Regions from separate parts of the Ovis aries genome. Here region 2 is linked to region 1. A link is a contact called in public Hi-C data. All regions are on one chromosome and are shown on one strand. Each heading gives the region's core, a stretch centred on a gene start, on an enhancer-like site or on the middle of the called end of the contact. The rest is flanking DNA. Distances are from core to core; before and after follow the strand shown. Region 1 holds the start of LOC105612366. Region 2 overlaps MSI2 (musashi RNA binding protein 2).

Region 1 (7,204 bases), core at 2,913-5,412:
TCTAGGAAACTACCCTTTCATGGAGATTAACATTACCGCAGCTACAGGTATATTCAGCGCTGACTAGGAGCTGTCGACAGGAGAAATACAACAGATGTGGATTTTCCATGTTGTTGACCAAACATAAGACAGATATGTCTTTTCATAAACACTCCCCCAAAGTTGTTGTGTGTGGGTTTTTTTAAGTTGATCAGCACACAATTGCAACAAGCACCTTGTTTGTGGGGTAAAAGGGTGAGGAATATGTCAAGAGGAAAAGGCCAGGAGCTGGAGGAAGGTAGGGAGAAGTAAAGAAAGCAGAGCGCTTAAAAATATATATATATATATATCTAAAATTACAAAACTAGAAGCCAATTCAGAATTCCGGTATCGGGTGCTGGTAACAGCGTGTTATACCACAGTGAAAGTTCTTCCATGGGTCAAGTGTACACGCTGAGACCTCAAATGGAGAGGACAGGTCAAGAGAAAAATGGCAAATCCCAACCTTTTGTACATCCCTGTCAACTATTTTTTAAAAAACGAACGAAAAAGAAAACTACCAAAAATGAAAACATTAGTTAGTTAGGTACAGCTCTACTTACTGTAGCTACAAATCCTCTAGGAAAAAACTAGGGTACTATTTTGGATGTGAATGGCCGTTACCTAAACAAAGCTTTTAAGGTAACGGTAAACAAGATCCTCGTTTCCATGTCAATAAACCAACCGCGTCTGCCTCCTGCACTGAACGTTGAAACAAAGTCAAAAGCTAGGTTACACTAAATAATAGTGACCAAAACATGTCTACAAACAATTATCCATCTGATACGGAGGGAGACGACCCACCAGCCACCATAGAAACCAAATGCTATTTCTCCCCTGTAGGGTGGGCAGAGGGGTGGATAATAAATTACCAAATTTACCCTGAAACATCTCTCCTCTTTAATTTTATTAGCTTCGTGAAATGTCTAGCCGAGAAGTCTAGGAGATTAAAAAATCCTTCATAGGTCCGTTATCACCCTGCAAACGACTGTCCCTGAAACTAGATGACCTCAAAGTGCAAAAAGGCTGGGCCACAAGCTAGGACAAGTCTAGCTCTGTTAATAAAGCAACTTGGAATGTGGGGGGTCTTTTCTTGGGGCAGGAGGCAGTAGGAGGTACGCCTCTGACCTCCGATCAGAGACACGGTGAATCTGCAAAATCAATTCAGGGTCACCAAAGGTGGCCAGGTTTTTCTCTTCTCTATTCAGTGTTAAAAGTCAAGAGGGATTTGAAAAGATCACTTTTTCTCCTCTTTTCTTTTACAGAAGAGGAAACTGAGGCCTAGAGGCAGGGAACAGCTTGCCCAAGCTCTGCTCGGACAGCTGGGCCTAGAACCTGATTCCCTGCCCTGACCCAGTGGCCCATTACGGAGAGGTGAGTCCCCAGCAGCCTCAGGGCCCCTGCCTTGGGCAGCAGTACAAAGACCTTGCGGAACTTCTAGTAGCCAGACAGGGAAGGCAGAGGAGCCACAGTAAAAGGCAAGAACTCCTCTCCTCTCGCCACTAAATGTATTCTCATACACTGGTAGCGTCTTCCCTTCCTCTTCTGACCTTAGAGACCCATAGCCCCTCAAGACTGGATCTGAAAACCTTCTCACGCGGAAAAACCACCTACAACTTAAAGGATCTGAGAAAGGAAAGGAGAAAACAAAACAAAACACTGATACCCAAGGCCTTATCCCTTATCAGCCTTAGATTTCACACCATCTGGAGTCACCCACTGGACGCCCGGCTTCGCTCTGGGAGGTCTCCTGCCCTTCTCAAACCGAATTCCGAATCCCAAGTGCCCCCCAGGAACCTGTTGCCTGGACAGTGATTAGCGCCCCCCGGCCCCCCGGGCGGCCCTGAGACCGGCCGTGTGTGCCTTCTATAAGCCAATTCGAACGGCCACACTGGGGAAACGCGGGCAGGGCTCGGCTGACAAAGGAAAGTTGCCTCGGCCGGGTGCTGGAGTTTCTTTTCAGGGTCTTGTTGATCCGGAAGGTAGCCTCTCGCCAAGCCGACCCCTCCCCCAAGCCGAGGCCTGGCAGCATCGTGGGGGTGAGGCTGCGGAGGGCGGGGGGCAGACCCTGAAAAGAAACCCCCAAACCCCCGCGGCGGCGGCAAACTTGAGAACCCACACGAGCTCTGCTGCAGCGCGCCCGGCTCTGAGCAGAGGCAAGAGAGGGCGCTGTCTCTTTAAACGGGGCTGTCAGGGCCCGGGCGGTCCTGGAAAGGGGGCGCGCGACCACACGGAGAGGCAGCACCTACCGTCTTGGAGTCTAACTCGTGGTGGGGCTGGCCTAACACTTTATCTACACTCGCCGGGTCTGCGAACGTGACGAAACCGAAGCCTCTGAAATGAGACAAAGAGGGGGAGACACAAACAAGAGAATGTGGCACCATCGGGAGCGGCCAGGAGTGAGCCCTCGCTGCAGAACGCAGAGCCAAGGGGCCCCCACACCCCCCGCTCCCCCGTCCTCCCCATCCCCCAAGCCTTCAGCCCCCCAGGGCCCCGCAGGAAACACACCAAGGCTGAAGGGGGCAGTAGGGCGGGGGCGGGGCGCGCGGAGGTAACTTGGGGGACGCCGGTGTCCCCACTCCTTGCCCACCTCAGTTTCTCTCCTCCTCCCCCCTCCCCTTCCCTTTCTTTAACGCTTTGTTTTATTCCAAACAAGCCCCGGCACTCAGAGGAGACACAACCAGCTTTCTAAGAGGGGGGCTTAAGAGTTCGGGGCGCCGCGAGTGCACACATTAAAAAAAAAAAAAAAAAAAACTATGTGGAAAGTGAATGAAGCTGAATGTCATTTGAAACGGGAGAAAAAGAAGCGAAGGGGAAAATGACTTAAAGCGCAGATGTGGACATCCCTGTATCCAGAGTTCAGCACCAATTAACAATAACCTTTGGGGTTAATGGGAAGGGAGGGGCGGGGGGAGATGGAGCGACGTTCGAAACCAGCCACATGCCTGAGCCCCGTTCTAAATCCGCTTAGCTACTTCCGAAGACACCTCCAAAAATAACACTTAAACTTTGTTCTGAAATAAAGACAAAATCCAGAAGGGGATGGTTTACCTGGAGCGTTTCGTAGTGGGATCTCTCATGACCATACATTCTCTAATTTCTCCAAATTTGCTAAAATAGTCTCTAAGGCTATCTGTAGAGAGAGAAAGAGAGAGATGGGGGGGGGGGGGGGGGAGAGAAGGTGTGGAAAAAAAAAAAAGCAATGCAAATTCTGATCAAGGACAAAACCCAAAAGTAGTTTTCTGTTGTTATTCTGGGGGTTTTTTTGCACACGCGGGGGAAATTCGGCAACAGAGGTCGCGTAGAGGGCTCGGAAAGGATTTGCTATTTAAAAAAATAACCTTGCACAGGAGAAGTGGGGAGCCAATGGCGGGGGGGGGGGTTCCTACACCAGGATAACAAAGAGCAATAAAGAAGCCAAGAAGGGGGGGGACCCGGGCGTGCCCCCCTCCCTCCCTTACCTGGTGAGGTCTGCCAGCTGAGTCCGCCGATAAACATTTTACTGGAGGGAGAAAACATAACAGAAGTGAGCACCGATGTCAGATCGGCCATTTTGACGTGTAACTTACAAAAGCTAAAGGAGAGCGGGGGGGAGCGCGCGAGCGGGAGCCGGGAGGTGGGCTGGGGGAGCGGGCGCCGGCCGAACGCCACCCCGAGGTGCGCGGCTCCCCGGGGGGGGGCTGCCGGCGGGCCGGGGGAGGGCTCCGGAGGGGCCGGGCGCCGCGCTCCGCCGGCCCCGCCGCGGCCAGGGGAGCGAGCCGGGGAGGCGCGGGGCGCAGCGGCTGGAAACTTACCCGGGGTCGTGCTGCGAGTCGTTGGCGCCGCCCGAGCCGCCCGGGCCCCCGTTGGCCTCCATAGCTGCGCCCCCCCCCCCCCCCACCCCCGGACACCGAGCCGCGCGGCGATCGGAGCGCAGCGGCGGCCGGCCCCGAGCCCGAGACCTCCCGCTCCCTCCGCCCTCCGCCTCCTCCCCCCGCCCGGCTCTCCGAGTCCCCGCGAGCGGCGGAGCCGGGGCCGCGCCGAGAGCCGTCACACGTGGGCTCGGCTCCGCTCGGGCCCGCGGCTCGCACACCCCCCGCCCCGCCCCCGCGCCCCCCCCGCCCCCCGCGCACGTGGGGCGGGGTTCTAGAACGTCGTGTAACCAATGCCGCTGACGTCACGGCCCCCGCGGACCCCGCCCGCCGGCCCGCGCGCGCTCCCCTGGCCCCCGCGCCCGGACTCGGGGGGCGGCCCGCGCGCCCCGCGACCGCGGGGGCCCCGCCTCCGGGCGGGCCGGCCGCTGGGGGGGGGCGCACCCCGACTTCCCCGGGGTCACATGGGCTCCGGGGGGCGGGCGCGCCGGGAAAGGGGGAGGCGCGGGGAGCTCGCTGCCTGCCTGCCTGCTCGCTCGAGCCGGGGACGAGACGCCCCCCACCTCTCCGGCTCGGCCTCTCCATCCAAGTTCCCGGTCCCCGGCCGCCCGGATCCGGGGATGGCAACCGCCGCCCGCCCGCCTCTGCGCCCTTTTTTCCAGCCGCCGCGCAGAAATTTAGGTCAAGGACGTCGGGATCAAACCCAAACCCTGGCGCTCCTCGGGCGCTCCCGGAGACCCCCAGGACGAGGGGCGGGGGGCTTTCAGGATGGTGCGGACACCCTCCGCACAAACCCCAGCCACAAGTTTTATTTTCCTTTCGCGCTGGAAGTTCTGTCTGGCTCTCGATCCACACCGGCACGTCTTGCGCGGCTCCCCGCCCTTCCCCGGCAGAGGTACGAATCCGTGCCCGGGGAAGGTTATTTTGGAACTTTGAGGAAACGGACGCGATTCCAGTGGTGAGAAAAGGCCGAAGGAAGGGTTTCCGCGTTAATCAGACGGCGCTTTAAAAAATATAATAAAATAGGTTTATAGGGGTCAAGGTCAAATGATTGGAGTTTAAATCAAAATTTTTTGTATAGTAAGAAATAGTTTTGAGAGCATCTCTGGGAGGGCCGGAAAGGGTGGTTATTTCAGAAAACCCCTCTCCATCCAGTTTGTGCTTTATAGATAGATAGATAGATAGATAGATAGATAATTGTTTTATTCTGTTTCTATGCCGAGATAGTAAAATACACAAGACGTAAATAGCCCAAGCCCCCCACCATCTGGGGATGTGGCTGACGGTGGCAGAGGGCTTCAAACACACCCGCGCCACTTTGGGAGCAGTGTGGTGCCGCACAGATCCTGGCGCGCAGTAGACGCTTAATAAATGCTGGTGTTGATCTTTGCCGGCACTGAAAACTTCTAAAAACCGATTTTGTAGCTTCCCAGAAACATGGCACGCTTCTCCAGCTGATTTCAGACTAGCCAAATTCAGGCTGGATTCAATTTATAGAGTATTTAAAACAATAAGGATATAATTATCCTTATTGTTTTAAATTATTACAATAAATTGAGTTAACGTGGCATGAGGGGCAACATAAAGTTGTGGTTCATCAAGTACTAAATTAATGTTAAGCATGAATTGATGCCCAATTAACACTTTTCCGTTCATTTTCCTGGGATTAGGACACAAGGAGGTACACTCAACACCAAAACTGCAGCAGGTCTGCTGTGGGTCTTGGAAAAGCGGACTATGAAAAATCCCAACATCAACCAAAGCCTTGATCTCCCTGTCTCCTCAATTGGGGTAATTCTGTCCTTTACAGACTTGATAGGGTGAGCGAAGTGATTGAAATGAACACGTAAAAGTCCCTTTTTCACTGCATGCCTATATGGGTTGTGCTTATTATCAATAATTCAGTTCAGTTCAGTTCAGTTGCTCAGTCGTTTCGGACTCTTTGCCACCCCATGGACCCCAGCACAGCCAGGCCTCCCTGTCCATCACCAAATCCCAGAGTTTACTCGAACTCATGTCCATTGAGTCGGTGATGCCATCCAACCATCTCACCCTCTGTTGTCCCCTTCTTCTCCCGCCTTCAATCTTTCCCAGCATCACGGTCTTTTCCAGTGAGTCAGTTCTTTGCGTCAGGTGGCCCAAATCATATCAATCATTACTTCATACAATTTTTAGAAAGCACTTTAAAACTTTAAACCAGAAGCCCAAGCATTTTCCAATTCATTCCAAGCTGCTTCCCAAATCATCTGGGGTCCCATGTGTTGAAAACCCAGTTGTTACTATGTTGATTGCTTATTATGATTATTCTCAATAACAAAATGCAGACAACAGAGCTCATGGGATTTTGTGGCGGATTTTTGCCTTAGAACCACAGGTCATAGGTGCTGAAAAGGCCCGTCCTGATCCAGCCCCCTCATTTTACATCAGGGGCCGGGAGGAGCAAAGCTTACCGGATTACACCCTGCCCCCACCTGTCAGTTCCCTGAAGGGGGTCTGGTCATCAGTCTCATGCCCTTTGGCTCGGCTGCATGTATATTTATGCCTGTCCTTTACAAGGCGAGAGTGAAGTGCCCTTGTTCCCTGTTGTAGACCTACACAAGCTGAACTGAATTAAACTGAGAGAGGTGCTAGCCCTGCAGTTAGAAAGAGAAAATTAGACCTTAAATCACTAATACTACATTGTTTTATTTACTTTTAACACATGCAGTAACATTTATTCTTCTTGGTCTAAAGGTCTGAGTTCGGGCAAATGAATGGAGTCACATACCCGTAACCATAGACAGGTTCCAGGAAAAGTCTCAATGTCCGAAAACTTCACTCTTGCTTCTCTTAGTTTATTATCATCATGCATTTCTCCTCCAGCTTATTCCAGCTTATATAGCCCCAGGGTCAGGAGAATCCTAGGAGCACACCAGTCCTCCACCCTCTTAAAGCCTCGATAGCCCATGACACTGTTGGGCACTCCCTTCTTGTAACTCACTGTTCCCTCGGCATCCTTGATGCCTGCATTCTCCTGACTTGCCTCCTTCCTCTCCAGCCTCCCTTCCTCTCTTTGCCCTGACTTCTCCTCCTCTGCCTTTCCTTTAAATAGTGGTGTTCATTCTCTCCCTCAACTATACACCCTTATTTACCTGAGATTCTCCGAAGGATGGGTTAAATACCACCTACCTTCTGATGCCAGTCAAATTAAAATCTCTAGCCTGATCTCCCCACGGAACTCCAGACTGGTTAATTTCCTATTCATCATTTACATTTAGCCTCCCTAAAGACACCCCAAACTCAGCTTGTCCAAAAACACAGGCATGCTCATTTCCCTAAACGTGAACCTCTTTAAA
Region 2 (6,566 bases), core at 677-3,176, 210 kb before region 1:
GGGCCACACGGGGCTCTTCTACAGCCCCATGAGGAGGGCTGTCCCCGGAGGGAAGAGGGGAGCGCCTGATGACCTGCGTGTGGACCTGAGCTCACTCTGCAGACACGCGGGTACGTCTCAAAGACTTCTTCTGCGAGATGAAGATGCCTGTCTCATCTGTCCTTCATGGGGCTCCATAGTTTCTGCTCTCAAGCTTGCTGGGGGCAAGGGCCATTCACAGGCAAGAGCCAGAGGCAACTCTGAGGCCTCGGCAAGAGGCCCTTGCCAGCCCACATGGGCTCTCCCGGTGCCTGGCCGCCTGGCCGTGAGGGCGGTCCCACCAGGAAGCAGAGAAGCCGCCTCCCTCTCCTGTTCCCGACTGCTTAGAGGACGAGCCCCTGGAAAACTCTGCAAGAGGACTAGGCATTTTGTGACTCAAGACAGTCGGCCTCCCTCCTGTCTCCTGGGGCGCGAAGCAGGGAGGGGTCCACAGCTGCACGGCCTTGAGCTACTCCCTGGCTCTACTGCTTCATCTGGAGAGAAACAAGACGAATGCCCGCCTGGGATCATAGAGCAGATCGGATGTGCTGTTTAAGGCGTCCATGCTAAACAGGTCCTCTGTGAGCGCAGCCTGTGCACAGAAGGCGCTCCATAAATGCCCCCAGTGGACTGGCTGAGTGTGCTGGCAGAGCCAGCCCCACTCGAGAAGCCTCAGCTGAAGGCAGCACAGGGGTTGCACTCTCCAGCAGCCAGCCGGCAGCGTGAGTGAGACGGGGAGTCTGGGGCCATCTGGGGCCACTTGCAGGAGGCTACAGACACCATCCAAGGGGTCACCGGGGTGGGGGTGGGGGGTCCATAGCGTGTTCAAGCACGTCTCACGCAAGGGCCTCGCCTTCTGCTCCAAGCCTGGCCCTCAGCAGCCCCAAGGCGGCTGAGGGAGAGACGCAGCCCCTGCCCTGGCTCAGATCACCCTGGACCGGCGACACACTGCGGGCTTCACCCTCTGTGAGTGTGCCGACCCTTCGTCACAGCCCCATGACCTCAGCTCGGTGGTTGGCCCCATTTTGCATATAAGGGCTCCAAGGCACAGAGAACCAAAGCGACTGCCTCACATCACAGCGGAGGGGCTGAGACCTGGATGCGGGCGGCCCGGCTCCAGTGTCCCGCTGCTCCGGCGCCTTCCACCCGTGGCACCTGCTGGCGGCCAGGCACGCCACCCTGTCTGCCCAAGCAGTGGCCCTCAAGGCGCTCGCACCTTCCTTGCCAGCCCAGCCTGGGGACTCGTTCACTCCTGCAAATACTCACGGGGGAGGGACCGCCCGCCAACAGCCGCTTGGGCACGTGGATATAGAGCTGCCCTCAAGGAGTTCCCCCGTGACTGCAGGAGACAGACCCGGAACTGCAATACGAACCCCAGCAGCGTGGGACAGGCACACACTCAGGCTTGGGGTGAAGGCAGGCTTCCTGGGGGAGGCAGCATCTGGGGTTGGCCCTGGGGGCTTCCCTGGGGGATCAGACGGTAAAGAAGCGGCCTGAAGTGCGGGAGACCAGGGTTTGATCCCTGTTTGGCGGAGGACCCCGCTGGAAAAGGAAAAGGCCACCCCTCCCAGTATTCCAACCTGGAGAGTCCCATGGACAGTGGAGCCTGGCGGGCTAAGTTCATGGGGTCGCGAAGAGCTGGACAAGACAGAGCGGCCAAGCACATAGCACTGGAGGATAAAGAGGCCTGAGGCCAGGGGAGCAGAGAGGCGGGAAGAATGTTCTGGGCAGAGGGCAGGACGTAGAGGGACTCAGTGAGGGAGCTGCCGGAGGGGCGGGGTAGAAGGGGCGGAGGGGTCCCGGGGGGTACCGAAGGGCGGGAGCACGGGCGCCCTGCAGGCTGTCTGGACTTTATCCCTGGGACACAAGCCACGGGATGCACAATCAGAGGTGCCCTGGACAGAGGCCTCGCCAGCAGGACTGCCTGCAAGAGGCGGGGAGCTGGGGACAGGGCAGACCGGAGACCCGCCAAGCCCCAGCTGCTTAGAGCCAGCTGGACCCTCAGCACTCTCGCTTCAGCCCCAGAGCCCCATCAACCCTTTCCCATTCCCACGTTCCCAGCTCTGGAGATGGGAGGTTCACAAGCCAGGGCCCGAAGATGAAAGTATAGCTCTACAGCCAAAGAGGTGAGAGCTGGGTAAGATCAAAACTCCCCCGGCAGGCCTTAACCCTTTCCTCACCTCTGACCACGGTCAGGCGCTCCCCATCAACCAAAACCTGCCGGGGTGACACCAACTGGGCACCGTCGTCATCTGTGTCCAAGGGTAATGGAAAAAATTGACTGTTTGCTTGGTGCAATAGGGCATGACACTGTTTACACAGAAATAATAGCCCAACTGCGATGGATTCTAAATCTCCATTACAGTGAAAGATTTGAAGGAGAGAAGCAGTTAGAAAAATAATTGGTTTTCTTGTTTAGTTTAAAAATCCTTTATGCTTACAGATCATGGTCTTCACACCTCCCGTCTTAGGGGCTGAAAAAGAGAAAAGAGCCGGAGCCAGGGGTGGAGGCAGAAAGTGCTCAGCTTCTCACTTTTCTGGAAGGCTCTGCAGAGCAGACGAGGCCAGGCTCGCTGGAGATTTGGGAGATTGAGAGGGCTCTGGCTGGAGGCGGCCACTCTCTCCCTTGGCTGCCTCGGGCCTGGAAACAGCCTCCTCTCTCCAGGGCGGAAAGGCTGCGGGAGCCGACCCCGGGCAGGCTGTGTCTGGGACCCAACCTCAGGGGAGAGGTCCGGGTTTCTGCTTTCAAGGGAGGAGAGACGGACAGATGGTCATTTACAAGAAGAAAAGGGGACGGGAAAGATGTTGGCCGCTTCAGTATCTTCCCAGAGCCCTTCTATCCGCCCATCTGTCCTTCCTTCCCTCCATCCATCCACCAGAAACTGCACCAGAGCCAGGGAAGATGCCCAGATGAGGCCTGCGAGATGCCTTCCGAACAGCCCCAGCTAAACCGATCACGTGTGCTGCCTGCCCCTCCCGCCCTCCAGGCCTGAGGACACCTCAAGGCCCCTGGGCAAGCTGTGTGCCTGCACAGGCCAGGAAGGAGAGACTGCTGGCGCCATCGTCTCAGCAGCCCGGGATTCTTTCTACCTCTTCCCTGGGAGGTGACAGTCCCTTCAGTTCTGTGACAGCAAAGCCACGGGTCACATGTGCTGCCTGGAGGGTGTGCCACATGCCTGGCACTGGTTTTAAAGGGCTTGGTATGCAACATCTCATTTAATCCTTATAATTCCCTTGTAGAGAGATGATTTACCCCATTTTACAGATGGGAAAACTGAGGCTCCAAGAGGTTATATAAGTCTCCTAAGGTCGCATCGGTAGCAAGTGGCCCCAGGAATCCAAGCTCAGCTCATCTGCCTCTAGAGTCTATGCCTTTGACTCTTGGCCTTGAAGCAAGTGCTTTAACTAAAGGGCACAGTGCCAAGGGTGTGGCATCTGTTGGCTAGGCCAGGGAGGACACACCTGGTCCTTTGACAGAGGGCTGCCAGATAGCCCAAGCACGAGCCGCCGGCATGCAGGCCCTGCAGGGAGGGGGCGATGGCCGCAGGGTCCAGCACTGTCCTCGTGACGGGAAAGGAACGCCAAGAGAAGGGCCTCCTAGGCGGGTCGGCCAGTAGCAGCCCCTATGAATATTAATGCACGGGATGTTGTAAGGATCCTCTGGCACCAGAGTTCTGGGTGACTTCTCCCCAGCTTCCGGGAGCAGGCCTGAGGAACGCCGTCTGGTTGAAATCGCAGAACAGGACAGACACTAACAGGGAAACCAGATACCCACCATCCCCCTATCCTTCCCTCCATGAGCCACTCCCCCACCCTTCACATGCCTGTCTATCCGTCCATCTGTCTCTCTTCCCCCATCCATCTGGCCATTCTTCCTCCATCTGTCCTTCCATCCGTCCATCCTTCCTTCCTTCCATCCGTCCATCTGTCCTCCCTTGTTTTCCTTCTGTCCATTCACCCACCCACTCATTTTCCTCTGTCTCTTCCTTTCATCCACTTAATATTGATTATGAAGACGGACGATGATCTCCCAGGTACCATAATCCCCAGTGGCCAGCCAGACTCTTGGCCCTACGACTTTTAAGAGACACAGAAGCGCATGTCTCTTTGACAGTTCTTCCAAGGGCATTGCCTGTCTTTAGGGGGTGAGAATTGGGTGGATTTGAGGTTTTCCCAACTTGTACACCTGCATCCAGGTCTAAGCTTCTGGCCAGCCAAAGGCCTGGCCGTCTCCCTCCCTTCTTACAGCGAACAGGCAGGGATTGAAAGTCCGCTCCTGACTGACTAAGCTTCAGAGAGAAGATATACAGTGATCCCACGTATAGGACATCACTCCTCTCTGCTCACAAGATAAGGGACCCTTTTGAAAAGAGTTAACAGGATGAAAAATCACAGCACCGAAGATTCACTCCACCGTCTCATTAAACTAAACAGCAGAGGGCCCAGAACTCAGATGAATGAAAACTTGGGTTGGTCTGACTTAAGACCAGTATCTCAAATATGATTTTCATTTGAAAGGTGGACCTAAATGTTGCCGACAGCTACCTAAAAAAAAAAAAAAAAAATTCAATAAAGAAAAGAGGAAATGAGAGTATAGTGAGAAAAATGCAGACACTTATGAGTTCAAGACCCTGTGGGACACTCCTGAATATTTTAAATATCTTGGGAAAAAAAAATGAAAACAGTTTCTCCCAACTTAAACCAGAGAAGGGAGTCTCTTTCTAGTCTGAAAATCCTTTGAGGCAATTCTTTAAATTATTTACTAGCTTTTTGATTATATTTTATGGTGAGGTGGGTGGCAGGGGAGGAGGAGAAGAGAAAGAGCGCCGGGCAAGAAGTAAGTGGGAGAAAGCTGCTGCTGACATTTTCAATATCTGTCTGGAATATTTTAAAAGCCGTGCGTCTGTTTGAAATCGCAGAGCCTGGGCAACAATGGACCGCTGCCTCCCACACTTCTTTAGGTCATATTTGCATACAAAAGACCAGCTGCTGAGCAGCTATTATGCTGTGAAACCACAGTGGGCCTGGGAGAAGCGAGGTTCCCAGCAAGTGCAGAGAACCCACAGAGACTCCATTAATTTTTCACGAATTCTCAGGCCCTGGCCTTTTAAAGGCCAGTGGGGAGAAATCCCAGCCAGAAGTCTCCCCACTGTGGCCGCCACTGGATGTTGGGCCTCAGCTGAGAAATGCCGAGTGACAGATCCTCTCCCCTCATTAGGGGAGACCCCACTCTCGGTGGCTGCAGTGAGCTGAGCTGGGGAGAGGTCACCACGCACACCCACGTGCCCCCTCCCAGGTCCAATTTCACAAACCGTATCCCCGTTGTTGAGCCATAAGGTGCCAATTTTCCAAATCAACCTTATGATTTTGAAGCCGCCTGACCGACGTTAGAAACCTACCGGGCTCAAAGCAGAGCAAACATTCTCTAGGAGCATCGCGGTAAAGCCGCGGGTTCTTCCAGTCTTACAGGAAGGGGCTGCGCTGCAAGGACAGCTTGGGTTTCTGGGCTGCTCCAACCCCATCAAGGAGAGAGAGGAGGAGCGGGTGGAGAAGAGGGGAATTCAGGACAGGACGGGCCCTCAGGCTAACAAGGGCGGAACGCAGCCCCAGCTGCATGGCTCACCTCGGCCCCCAGCCAAGAGGCCCCTTTGAGGGGACAGACAACATCCACCACCCATGGGCTCTGGACAAGGTTTAAACAACACCTGTGGAGGCCTCGGCCTAACGCCTGCCACAGACCCTCACGACCCACGCTTGCACTGCCCCAGGACCTGAGGTCATTTGAATCAAGAGCAATTTATTTCAAGAGGAAGCAACAAACCAGTTTCTGATGAAACCCAGACAGGGATCGACCTTATTTTCCCTGCTTAGGAAAAGGAGCTCAGGACAAACAGGTGCGTGTCAAGGGGCTGGGGCTGGCTCTCCTCCAAACGATACGCTTCCTCCGTGCTCTCACTTAGATTTTTGGAAAAAGGCACCAAATCACGTTCAACAGAAATATGACGGTAATGAAAATGATTGTCACAATATCACATGCTTAAAATGATTCCAGGTTGCTTCCTCAAAAAAACTAACTTTTTCTTTCCAGAGAAACACTCCTATGGTGCAAGATGGGGGCATCTTTTGGGTAGGTCAGGTCAGGAAGCAAAGACGCCACACCACTTAAGAGGGAGGCTGCGGAGCTTCCACACAAGGCCTCAGACCTGGTGGGCAGTGTTCACAGGCCTCCGTGGTATCTGACGATGGAACAGGGACCGATTCAGCTCTGAACCCAGGACCTTTCAGCAAGCTCCAGAGGTCTTCCTGCCATGCTGAAGCAGGAGGCCCTGCAGGGCCAACCTCAGGGAGAGAGGAAGGAGCGGGAATCATGCAGGGCACTCTGCTCACTCAGCTTCCCGCCCCATCCCCAATATCAACTAAAAAGACCAGAAAATATTCACGGACCATTGTGCGTTTGTTAGACTGAACCAAATTTAGCCCAAGAGACAATGTGGGGACACCGTGGAGGTGACGAAAATAGAAGATATTCAGGACAAAAATCTACTCAG

Evidence for each region. Hi-C and Micro-C count contacts between places; a contact is called where the count stands out from the background.
Region 2: a Hi-C map of liver shows a contact between it and region 1, with 1.9 times the contacts expected there. The contact joins the enhancer-like site here to the promoter of LOC105612366 in region 1. A contact is called at or near these places in 3 of 16 Hi-C or Micro-C datasets (liver, muscle and tail adipose tissue).

Annotation. Positions count from the first base shown.
Region 1 is chr11:7,782,796-7,789,999 of ARS-UI_Ramb_v3.0, reverse strand. LOC105612366 reads left to right here and starts at 4,162. Exons shown (of 5, transcript XR_009595304.1): 1 at 4,162-4,827; 2 at 5,540-5,689. MSI2 (musashi RNA binding protein 2) reads right to left here and starts at 3,886. Exons shown (of 14, transcript XM_060394731.1): 1 at 3,813-3,886; 2 at 3,480-3,520; 3 at 3,070-3,151; 4 at 2,268-2,352. The coding sequence starts at 3,874.
Region 2 is chr11:7,991,546-7,998,111 of ARS-UI_Ramb_v3.0, reverse strand. All of the region lies in intron 6 of MSI2 (musashi RNA binding protein 2), which reads right to left. Among named protein-coding and RNA genes, the nearest start is that of MSI2, 210 kb to the right of the region's middle. Within about 2 kb of position 1,926, at least 2 of the 54 cell types and tissues checked have an H3K27ac peak or open chromatin away from gene starts, as enhancers often do. A contact at or near this core is called in liver, where this site is marked.